2 separate regions of the Mus musculus genome follow, and region 2 is linked to region 1. A link is a contact called in public HiChIP or PLAC-seq data. All regions are on one chromosome and are shown on one strand. Each heading gives the region's core, a stretch centred on a gene start, on an enhancer-like site or on the middle of the called end of the contact. The rest is flanking DNA. Distances are from core to core; before and after follow the strand shown. Region 1 overlaps Gm26843 (a long non-coding RNA gene). Region 2 overlaps Gnao1 (guanine nucleotide binding protein, alpha O).

The links. HiChIP or PLAC-seq counts read pairs in DNA pulled down with a chosen protein or histone mark.
Region 2: a contact with region 1 is called in an H3K27ac HiChIP or PLAC-seq map of heart atrium, with 6 read pairs. The contact joins two enhancer-like sites. A contact is called at or near these places in 1 of 484 Hi-C or Micro-C datasets (cerebral cortex) and 4 of 115 datasets of contacts at active chromatin or transcription factors (astrocytes, embryonic stem cells and heart atrium).

What each region holds. Positions count from the first base shown.
Region 1 is chr8:93,596,505-93,602,605 of GRCm38.p6, forward strand. All of the region lies in intron 8 of Gm26843 (a long non-coding RNA gene), which reads right to left. Among named protein-coding and RNA genes, the nearest start is that of Ces5a, 64 kb to the left of the region's middle. Within about 2 kb of position 2,522, at least 49 of the 459 cell types and tissues checked have an H3K27ac peak or open chromatin away from gene starts, as enhancers often do. A contact at or near this core is called in heart atrium, where this site is marked.
Region 2 is chr8:93,869,084-93,875,506 of GRCm38.p6, forward strand. All of the region lies in intron 2 of Gnao1 (guanine nucleotide binding protein, alpha O), which reads left to right. Among named protein-coding and RNA genes, the nearest start is that of 4930488L21Rik, 59 kb to the left of the region's middle. Within about 2 kb of position 2,393, at least 26 of the 459 cell types and tissues checked have an H3K27ac peak or open chromatin away from gene starts, as enhancers often do. A contact at or near this core is called in heart atrium, where this site is marked.

The DNA of each region.
Region 1 (6,101 bases), core at 1,272-3,771:
CCATCAAAGTCATTGGCTTTTTCATGGATTCTGGGAGCTGGTTCTCACACTCACCAACACTTCATTTGGATAGCCATCTTCCCAAGCCCTCATTGATTTTGTTATGCTATTGCCAATACCAATTTTTCAACTTCTTGACAATGCCATAATGTAAACCATGTATTGTGGTCACAGTGATCATAGCAGGCACCCCCTTACCCTCTTATGTCTTCCCATACATGCTGACTTCCTACTTCCCAACCAGTCCCCCTCCCACTTCTATGTCACATTTACATGTGTGCATGTGTGCTTGTGTGTGTGTGTTTGGTCCTTCACCAGTACCCACAGCTGCTGTGTGTGTGTTGATGGCGGCAATGGCCACGTCCTATTCAGAAGACAGTGTTCCCGATTCTCCTACCTGTCCTCCAGCTCTAACAATCTATCTTTCATGATGGTCCCTGGACCTTGAAGGACATGATATAGATGCCCCCACGTAGGATGGATCACTCAACAGCCACTTAGTCTCTGCAGCACTGTGTCCAGTTGAGAGTCTCTGCATGAGTATATGGTGTCTTCGCAATGCACCCTTCACCATTGCTTTGTTAGGCAAACAATAGGAATGCTAATAGGAATCTCTGAGGCCTCAAAATATATTTCTTTTTTTAATTCAAGAGTGAGTGCATACTAATTTACACAAAAACATTTCATGTGTAGATGATTTGAAAGCTTTCTGGGAAACAGTACACCAAGAAAATTGAGAAAGACCACCATCAAAGAACAATAAGTCAAAGCCATGGCAACAAGAGAGGGTCTACCCACACCCATCCCACGCTGAGGTGTACAGATGGGAAGAGTTAATGGTCCTATTCTACCAAACATTCAAGAAAGCTGTAATTCCATTCACTGCACTATACCAGGGAAATAAAGGCTACTCAGTTCATTTCATGTGTCTAGCACAACGAAGTACCAAAACTAGACAAGGAAAAGGCAGTGGATATGGGGTGAAAGACACCATTTTGTTTAGGAGTAAACATATAAAATCCCTACATAAAACATCAGAAAATCAAAACCAGTAGTTTATTAGAGCCAGGATGTAAGGCGAATACAAAATTAAAAAACAATCCAGGTGACTCAATAGACTAAAATCATCTCAGCGAATGATTTTAACACGCTGAAATTTGATAAACTTTTAATACTTTTTTTTTTATTGAAACAACAAACGACGCTTGTTTGCCCTGGACTCACAGCACAGGTGATAGCTGGAGACAGGATCAGAGCAGATGCTCAGAAGCACTGCTACTTATTAATGTTGTACTCAAAGCTTGCTCAGTGACAGACAAGAGAAGGAAATAAGAAATTCAACACTCAACAGAAAGAGACAAAGCTGTTGATATTTGCAATCAGTATAATGACCTACATCAAAAACATACAAGCGCCAAGATATTCATGTAATTAAACATGAATTCATCAAAAGAAGTGTGTGTGAAATTAGCAAACAACATTAATAGTTTCCGTGTAACACGGAGATAACTAATTAGAACACGTATTGTTATAATTTTTTAACAACAACAACAACAAAATAAAACAAAACTGAAAAATATACCAGATGTGAGTTTAATAAGAAATGTCAGCAGGAAAAAAAGGTGGACTACTTTAAGATGTGAAAGAAAACACAGAGTGAAGCCTAGGATTTGAACCCAGAGCTTTGTACACAAAGTGCTCTACCACGGAGCTCCGTCCTCAGCTAAGATACTATCCTAAGTCCTATTTCTCTTACAGTGTGCCAGCTTACATAATCAATGCTGAAAGCAAAAGCCCACCTTTGAGCCAATCCACTACGATCTACAGATCTGGTACTTCATCAGCAGTTGAAGAAGTTGAGAAAATGTCTTTTCAAAAAACCAAGATGAGGCTTTGCATGGGGAGCAGAAAGAGAGGCTGAGGTAAGTAAAAGACAAAGGTTGCAGTCTTGGAAAAGTTTCTCCTTGCTGGCCCTGACCAAGGTGACACCCAGAAGTGGGAGATGAGGCTCCCCCCCCAACCCCACGCATGCCCCACAAAACCTCTGTGGCCAAACAGATGGTGCAGCACATTTTTTAAACTGCTTTTAACACAGTAACTGTTCTTTGCTGCTTGCTCTTTATGCCTTTAGTCAAAAGTCTCACCAGCTGTCACCATCAAGGAAAATGTCAGGGGCTGTGTCTGCCTATGCCTGTGCTCAACGCAGGGGGGACAGGGAACCAGGAGCCTCACCTCGCTGTAGGCACAGCTGGTAAGGTGGTAAAAGACGTGGGATCCTCACAGAATGAATGTAAATAAGTACGTGGCAAATCCTTCCCCACCTTTCCAGGGACTAAATGTATCTCCTTCCTATTCCCGTTCTTCCCTGGCACATCTCACTGAGGCCAGTGTTAGTATTCCCACTCCGTAGAAACAACAGTGGCGAGGCCTGGCAAAGAGCCCCGCAATCGACCCTCGTGTGATCCTTTCCTAATCTGGACCTCACTGTCACAATGAAGCTGGCCAGATGTCCTCTGAAGGCGCTCTGAGCAGGGCTCTGGATTCTTGCCTGATGTCAGCAAAGTATTCCTGAGCCCTCTCTGACCACCACAAGGACAGCCTACTAAATCCCAAGAAATCCAAGCCTCGGGACTGCAAGAGGCTGCCAAACTCCTGCCCCTTGTTTCTTCCACACCCATCACTAGCATGTTGAAATGGCTACCAGACAGGGAAAAGAAAAGAATCTCGATTAATAATTTGCTGAACCAAATCCCCACAGCCTTTCAAATTACACAGACTGATGGAGAATTTGGGAGATGTGTTTAAAATTTCCCGTTTAACCATGTAATTGTTTTTACTCCCAGTTATCTTCTCTTGGAAACGTATGCTTGACTTACTGAATAAATCTTTCTCCCCATTTGAAATCATCCATTAGCAGTAAGCAACTGACACTCCATTGCGCACAATGAATTTCATTGCCGCTAAGTTGCCACGTGCTATGTGGTGGAGAAGAGGCACTGCCGGCAAGATCTCTCCATGTCAGGGGCAGGCTCGGAGCTCAGCCCGGAAACCTGCTTCCAATCTGCTAATCTCTGCTCATTATGCTAGCTCTGGATTCTTCCAGCATCGAGGTGGCCATTCTGGAGGGCTGATCTGAAGAGACAGTCTCTAAAGATGTTTCTTTCTTTCTTTTTTTTTTTTTTTTTTTTTTTTTTTTTTTTTTTTTTTTCTGTTCCAGGGATTGAACTGGGTTCCGGGCAATAGCTGCGTCTGGCTACCTACCTTTGGACCAACATACACAGTAAACCTAGCAAGAACTGGGCTTGCCCTTGGGCTTGATGCGAAGCCTCAGTGAGCCTGCTGCCTTGACACAGACATCCGGTCTTCTTGAGCATCACATATGCGGCATTGTCAATAGAGAAAAGTCAAATGTGTTTACTTCTTTCTGCACTGCTGCCAGCTGGCCGCACTCTCGGGGGACACTGATGCTGAGCTTACAAACAGTGACTTCTCTTGAGCTTACTGTCAACAAGTGGCTCCAGCATGGGGAGGAGGGACTGAATCATTGCCCCTGGGGACCTCCGAATCAGAGCTGAAAGACCTCAGCAGCAGCAGCCAGACTCTAGGATTTCTCAGGCTGCTGCCCTTGCATCATGTATGAAGCCTTCCGAACACATTCACGCCCCTTCACATGATGGGAAATGCTGACTTTTCAATCACACATTTAAACAGATCAGAGAACCTGGAAGGAGCATTTAAGTCTCTTCACACCTAGTCCAATTATAGTATTATTTACGCTCATTGTCTTCATCACTTGGAGACGGAAGCTTGAATTACTGAGTAAATCCAAAGCTGTAAGCTGGCCCTGCCCTTCTGACTCTCCAAGGATCACACAGCCATTGCTGGGGTATCCTTAGTTCTGAGAACAGTCATGTGGCTGGCTTGCTGGCTATCAACACTGCCTATAAGGGAAACAGAGGTTAATGGAATTAGAGCTAGATGAACTACTATAAATTTAAGTTTATTCCATAGATGTGATCTACCAAACGTGCCAACTTAGCCACACAGGCCACTCCAAAATATTTTTGATTTCCTTTGTCTGACACCATGATAAGAAAATACCATCATTGACTTGAAAAAAGGTCGGAAATGAAAAAGGCTATTTTTTGGTTTTGTTTTTTGTTTTTGTTTTTGTTTTTACTAAGTATATATCACTTTTTGCACCATCAAAAGGTCAAAGCCATATGTCCAATCCAGAAGTCAGGGATCAATTACTAAGATGTGGGAAATTTATCATTTAACACAGATTTACTGGCTGTGGACCTTCAGATATCAGAATTACTTTAAAAACAAACAAACAAACAAACAAACCTCTGGGCTGTAACAATGGGCAGCTAAGATTGAAAATGGCTGATTTGGGCATTTTACAAAAGGAAAATGACCCAGGGAAGTATTAGGAATTATTATCCCAAGTCACAGAGGAAGGCAGTGGGGAGTGTCAGACCCCAAGTCTCCATCAGCTGTGAGCTCCCGGCGTATTCTGAGATACATGTGGACTATGAACTAACTCAACTCCAGAGCGTTGGCACCATCCAAGGTCTAGCACAAGACCCTGGAAACACCTGTCACCTGGCAGGAGACCAGCAGCTGTCAGTGCAGCAGATCTGATGACAGTATGTTTAGCAAAAAGAATTCAGATCCTTCCTGTTTTACCTCCTGCCTGTTAAATCGCACCATCGACCCAGCAGGTAACAACTCCTGGGTTTACTAGAAATGTTTTGAGAGTGAGTCCGAGGTCCTTTCTCATATCCCTCGCTTGGAGCTAAATACAGACAAGCAGATGAAGACTGAAAGTGTTCAAGGTTCTCCCCTCCTCTCTCAGGCAAGTTGCTTCCTTGCAGAAATCTTGTCTATAAACCTGGCACACCGCAGGCTCACTTTATGCATCTATAGCCTCCAGGGCCTCGAGCATCTGCTTGGAGCTAAAGGGCCAACAGAACACTGCCATCTGACTCTGCTGGTCCTTTACTGTCATATGAAATCTCGACTCTCTGCTAAACTGTACTAGAATGTTTCAGTAGGGTGGCTCCTTTGCCCCAGCCAAAGACCTGAGTTCTGAGCCATTTATCTTGCCTCTCCTTCAAGAGGCAACATAAGCAGATGAGGAAAGCATCCAACAGAAGTCCTGCAGTTCTCAGGATGTTCATGAGTTGGGCTGTGAACTGTCATAGAAGTAGTTTGGGAGCGTTCTATGAATGGAAAAAAACAAAACAAAACAAAACAAAACAACTGTGGCTCTTCAATTAAAAGGTCAGTAATCTCATTAAGAGAATATTTTGTCTACTTCCTGTGTTCCAATAAAACTTTATGGACACTGAAATTTGAACACTATTATTTTTGCCTGTAATGAAACACTCTTCCTCTGATGTTCCAATGAATGCAGCAAAACTACTGAGTGTCTGGGATGCACACAAAAGATGGAGACTTAAGGGACATTCCTTCCTTACGACAGTCTTTTGAATGATGATAGTTCACCATCGTGGATACTTGAGCACCCACGAACTCTAGAAGAACAGAAGACCACAAGACTACTTAAAAAAGACTCATAAAAAAGCAAGGGCCAGCAAGTGATCAGAATGTGCTAAGCTGAGTCTTCTATCCCACTGTGCACTGAGCATGTAAGAGAAGCAAAATACAGCCGGAGATGTTTAGATGGAAGCACACATCTCCATGACTCAGGATTGCTGCGAGGAAGGGGAGCCCTGGAATCAACCCTAGCTCTGCCCAGGCTCATAACCATGTCTTTTTCAGATGCATACCCCCAGCATCAGATACAAACTTGCTCCCTGGCCATCATGGATGCTCAATGCTTGTTTGAGGGGGTATCTATGAGAGTGGACTATCATAATGCAGAATTGTCTTGAAGAAGTCTGAGAATGTTTCCCAGGGACTATCAAAATACAGACTCCAGCTGCCTGTGTATGTCCCACAAACTCAATAAATTTCTTTTTTGCCTTATTGGAATTGAAACATCAAAGGAAGAAAATTTCATTGAAGGCAAAAATGATACCATATTCAAATGCCAGTGTCCACTGATAATGTTTTATTGGAACATAGCTACA
Region 2 (6,423 bases), core at 1,143-3,642, 270 kb after region 1:
GCCAGGACCTACCACCAACATCATTCCTCCAACTTTGCCCTGCAACTTTGTCTTATCACAAAGATTAGTAGAGAGGAAGCTTGGGAGATGAAGTCAGAAGACTGAGTTGGAAGGACCAGCGACCTTGAAGAGATGTCATTTTTCCAAACTTCTGCTCTATTGCCTGGGAGGTGACAAAGAGGGAACAGCCACTCTGTCTCCAGGATGTATAGCAAGACTTAGTGGTGGAGAATCATTTCAAACAAACCAGAGGTGAATTGTAGAAATGAAAATATTGTCATATCTCAGTAGGGCACACATTGGCCACTCCTCTCCTTCATCGTTGGTGAGTGAAAGCAGGCGGCATGCTCATGGCCCTACCCTCCCATGACAGCTCTGAGCTGTGCTGTCCTGATGGGCTGCTCTCAGGTTCAGTCCCCGCAGAAGGTATCGGCATGGCTTACCCAGCTCATACCTAATGGATTATAAACCTCTGTCCTCCAGTGGGAGCAGAGTTGAGGGTCTGGGTAGCAGTGTAAGCTAGAGGAGCCCAACCTGAACCTCTCTCTTCCCCATGTTGGGGGTGGAAGGGAGATGCCAACTCTGAGCTTCTAAATCTAAACCAAGCCCCAGGAAGATTTGTTAAAATTCAGTTAAAACTTGTAGTAAATTTACATCATACGGTAAACTTTATAATGTTAAGTGTTCCCTTCACAAACATGTCTTTTTTTAAAAGTGTTATTATATATATATATATTATAGCTACCCTGGAACTCACTATGTAGACCAGACTGACACAGATCGCCTGCCTTTGCCTCCTAAGTACTGGGATTAAAGGCATATGCTACCATACCCAGCCGTGTCTTCAGATTTTTAAAATTTCTTCATCTCCATGGCCCAAAGTTAATTTCTAACTGAGAAATTTATATAGTATTTATCACACAGAAGTTATTTTAAAATATATCTACATTGTGGAATGGCTAAATTAAAGCAATTACCATAGTTTAAGTTTTTCTTGCTAGTAGATAAAACTATTCCACTTTTTGAGTGTTCATATTGGATCCAGCCCCTTGTCAGATTATTACTAAATAATAGCACCTTACTAAGATTATTTTTGCAACATTTGGTGCCATTTTCCTACTTTTCTTGTTAGTTTTAAGATCATAATAAGTAACAATAGTGACGACCATTACTGTTCACAACATAGTTGTTGAATGTTGCTAGCTTTTATTCTGGATAAGTAGATAGTTTCCATGTCTGGCTTTTACTTAGAAATGGTCAGAATTTTTCTTTTTAAAAATGTAACATGCATTATTAACTGTGCATATTAGTGGGACCTCATGGAGTGCCTTTATTCATTCCTGGAGTGCCTTCATTCATTCCTGGAGTGTGCACCAGCATTAAATCCAGTCCTTCTTTACCTGCCTCAATACCATTGCCAAGAAGTACTAGCTTTGCTCCATTGCTGTGACCCTGAACTCCGTGCCCTGCACCCTGCACCCCATGGTGATTGTCATGGATGATATTGATAAACACGCTATGATCCCAGAGTGACAGTCAATCGCAACATTATTTTTTTCCCTTTGATTTTTGACTAGATTCAGTTTAATTGTTTATTATTTTGGTTTTGCCTGCATTCATGTATGTGTACCATGTGTGTTAAGGACCCACAGGGGCCAAAAGAAGGCTTTGGATCCCCTGGGACTGGAGTTACAGGCAATAGTGAGCCACCACATGAGTGCCAGGAGTCAAACTTGCATCCTTTGTAAGAACAACAAATACTCATAGCTGCTGACCCAGCTCTCCAGCCTCTACATCTTATTTGTTTGTTTGTTTGTTTTGTTTTGTTTTGTTTTGATTTTACTTTTGTGACTTTTTAGAGAAGGTCTGTCTCTCTGTGTGCAAAGTAAGAGATAAAATAACCTTAAAGTTGGCAGTTCAGGTTGGCAGTTCAGGAAACGTAAGACACTATTGTTTAAATCAAAAGACCATTGTAATCAATAAAACAATTTACAGGGGGCTGGAGTTAAAGTAACTACTCAACAATGAATCATTTACCCCTCTCACAAGAAAATTCTCAAAATTATGGTAAGTATCTTAGTTTTATTAAGCTAGCCTTGAGCTCACAGCAATCCTCGTATCTCAGCTTCCCAAGTGTTAGGATCACAAACATGAACTTTCCTGCCTAGCTTATTTTGATAGTTTTGAAAAATCTAAGTTTTGAAATAATATTATTGTACACACACACACACACACACACACACACACACACACACACACACACACACACACACACACATCTATTTATTTTCTGGTCACTCTGGCCGCTCTTTCTTGGTGACATGTCTGTTCAGACATTCCTCGAGCTGAGTCAGTTTTGGAGGTTATGTTTGGCAACAGGATCATCAGATTCTCAGGTCTGCGGCCACAGAGGGTTGGACACACTGTTCTGCCATGACGTTATCTCTTCCACAGCTGTGGTTGAGTTTCTGCTCTTGTTCCTGGCCTTGTTCTGCTTGCTGTCTTTCTCCTAACCACCCATAATAAACCTTGTTTTGCTTGGTTTAAGGTCTTTTGCATTTATGAACGCCCTCCACTCCTTTGCTGTTTTGAATCTTGCTTTGCTTTTGACAGCGTTTGTCTGTGATCTTGTGTTCTTCCTTGCTTCTTGTGTGTATTGCCTCTGGGAAAAACTTTGCTGTCCACCTGGGGAAGTGGTTTATGATGCTTATATAGTTTTCCATATCTTTCCTGGTTTCCTTTTTGATTCTAGGTTTCTCCAGAGTGTGTTTCTTATTTTTGAACTAAATATTTTTCTTTTCATTTTTTTCCCATGATGTTGGAGATCTAACCAACATTCAGAGCAGAACTGGGCCTTCCACCGTGTGCCCTTTCTGTATACAGTCTCTGTGTATGGCTGCTCTCTCAGAGCCGAGTCAATGCCCATGTAGAGTTAGGAAAGAGGAGTGGCGAGCAGACATCCTTACTCATCTGCATCCTGACCCACTCATTTCTCCCATGTTGGGATATCTGTTATGGTGAATTTGTTGTTTGCATCTAAATATTTTCCATAAATGGAATGTCTGGGAATATAAGAGAGCTGATGTTTGGAACAGTTAGTGTAAGCCATGACTGAACCTTGTTCCTATATTATTAAATTGTTTTAGTGCACTATTGCTGTGAAGAGACACCATGATTATAGCAAACCTTAAGAAGGAGAGCATCTAACTGGGGCTGGCTTACAGTGTCAGAGGTTGACTTCATTATTGTCATGGCAGGAAGCATGGCAGTACACAGGTAGACATGATGCTGAAGAAGTAGTTGAAAGTTCCACATCTGAAGGCAGCAGGAAGAGAGGGACACTGGGCCTGGCTTGAGCATTTGAAACCCTAAAGTCCATCCCCAGTGACACACTTCCTTCAACAAGGCCACACCTCCTAATCCCTGTCAGTTAGCACCACTCCCTAATGACCAAGCATTCAAATCTGTGAGCCTGTGAGAGCTATCCTTATTCAAATCACCACATAAATTAAGCTAGGCATAAGGGCTCATGACTGTAATATCTAAAAGAATTGATCATGATCTTATGCCCTAAAAATGCTGGCCAAACGCTATGGGCAGCTTTGGTTCCTTCTGAAATAGTCCGCATGGCTTTCTACTCTTCTGGCTGGTCATGTTTCAGAAAAGAATTCCAGTACAGGCCTGATTTTTTTTTTTAAGGTAGGTGCTTCTCTGCCTCTGACTGCCTCCCTGCCCTAGATTTGCTTTTTGTTGTTTGTGGTTTAGGCATGGTGTTTGTTTTTATTTTTGAGACAAGGTCTTGCTATGTAGCATAGAATTTGAGATTGCAGACATTCACCATCATGCCTCTGTAGCTTACAGTCTAGAACTTGTCCTCCATGCCTAGCTACTCTTGAGTCTTACAGTGCTCTGCCATGCCTGGTGAACCTGCATTCTTACAGTGCTGTTTGCTCATCCTTAAGTTGAAGAATTGTATGTGTCTTTCCTTGTCCTTCTGCTTGGGATTCTGTGCACCTTTTCAGTCTGCACGCAAGGCTTTCTCAGTTAGGACTTCTGCTTGCTATTTGATTACTGACTCTCATCCATCACTTTCTCTTTCTTCTAGAACTCCCAATATGCCTGCCCAGTCTGATCTGCTTGGGTCTGCCCTGCACATCATTGCTTTTTCTGTTCACATGTGCTCTCTGTATTCTCCTGGAAGTATATCTGTATACTTGGAAGTTTTATTCCCATTAGTTCCTGAGGGCCTCACACCCACAACTCAGCAGGGAGAGACCCTTGTACTGCAGTTGGGAAGACAGTATTGTACTGTGTAGAACATCTTCTGCATGTGTCCTGCATTGCTCTCTGGGTACTGGGATGGTCTGGTCATACTGTTATATGCCTCCTAAGGCACTGAGCATGTGCACTGTTTCCGACTGCTCTTCTGCTGGGGCTTTAATCATTCAGTAATGCGTTCCCTGTGGTTGTTTGTGGGACCTGAGTAGCAGCAGTCTGCAGCTGGTGGCATGGGATTCTCACTCCCTCTAGTTTGATGGTATTGAGGAAAGTGACCCACCAATCTACTTTTGGGACAACTGGATCAATCCTTTTCCCTCACATTCTGGTTCTCCTTCAACCCTCGGGCTAAGGTTTGCAACTTATGAACTTGCTATTGCTTGGCCTCCTAAGCAACAGGGAACTGGAGATGTGAGCCCTATAGATCCGAGCTACTCTCTCTCTCCCCTACTCCCACCTTATCCTAAACAAAGAGGATCTGCTCTCTTTCACTCAGGCTCATGCCTTATTTATATTTTTTTTCTCAAAGTTCTTTTCAACTTTCTTTCGTTGACTTTCCATTTCATGCTGGTATTTAGCCATAGATGGAGTTTACTTCCTTCTTTGGGCTGCATTCCCAACTGAACTAGCTCCAAAAGAGCTAGGCCAAGCATACAGGGTTGGGTAGGAGGTCAGGGACTAACAGCCTCCTACTGTCCATAGGTCGAGCCTTGACCAGAAGGACTTGGGTCCCCACCAGGAGGAGTAGGTCTTCCATAAGCCATATTTCCTGTGCTGTGCCGCGTGATGAGGATTCGATGCTGGGATTTACAACTTGATTTGTTTTATTTTGTGGAGCTAGGATATAAGCTGATATAGGCTAAGCAAGTATTCTACACTGGATCGCCTCAGCCCTGTCTGTGGCTTTGACTCTTGCCCCAAAACTCTCCAAATTGGCCTCTAGTTAACAGAGAGTCTAGCACAACAGTTCTCCCCCACTGTCTCCTGCTGATATGTTCCATCCCTCCAAATGCCTTAACAGTTAGAGTGTAGATTAGGATGTTTCTCTGGGTACCATGGTCTAAGAATCCCTGACACCTGGCTACCCAACATTTCTGAACTACTTGTCAGTTGAAGCCACATGATTGTCAGTAGGGTTCCATGTGTCTGATCAGTGGCCATATGTCCAGCTGTGCAAGGCCTTCTTTTGTCTGTTCCTGCATCTTCTCAGTTGGACACTATGCCCCTCCTTAGAAGTGGGAACAAAACACCCTTGGAAGGAGTTACAGAGACAAAGTTTGGAGCTGAGATGAAAGGATGGGCCATGTAGAGACTGCCTTATCCAGGGATCCACCCCATAATCAGCATCCAAACGCTGACACCATTGCATACACTAGCAAGATTTTATCGAAAGGACCCAGATGTAGCTGTCTCTTGTGAGACTATGCCGGGGCCTAGCAAACACAGAAGTGGATGCCCACAGTCAGCTAATGGATGGATCACAGGGCTCCCAATGGAGGAGCTAGAGAAAGTACCCAAGGAGCTAAAGGGATCTGCAACCCTATAGGTGGATCAACATTATGAACTAACCAGTACCCCGGAGCTCTTGACTCTAGCTGCATATGTATCAAAAGATGGCCTAGTCGGCCATCACTGGAAAGAGAGGCCCATTGGACACACAAACTTTATATGCCCCAGAACAGGGGAACGCCAGGGCCAAAAAGGGGGAGTGGGCGGGTAGGGGAGTGGGGGTGGGTGGGTATGGGGGACTTATGGTATAGCATTGGAAATGTAAATGAGCTAAATACCTAATAAAAAATGGAAAGAAAAAAAAAAACCTGACACCTGGCTACCCAACATTTCTGAACTACTTGTCAGTTGAAGCCACATGATTGTCAGTAGGGTTCCATGTGTCTGATCAGTGGCCATATGTCCAGCTGTGCAAGGCCTTCTTTTGTCTGTTCCTGCATCTTCTCAGTTCCTTGGACTACATGATGTCCTCCATGAGGCCAAAATCAAAAGAAATATGGGAGCATGCTTCTACCGTGGCTCACACTAGTTGTTCTGGATTAGTAGGCTTCTCCTGGCTCCTGCCCATGTTTACTAGGACAACAGAGTAAAATACAAATAATGTGTCAATGGTTTAGCACTTTTCCTCACTTCCTG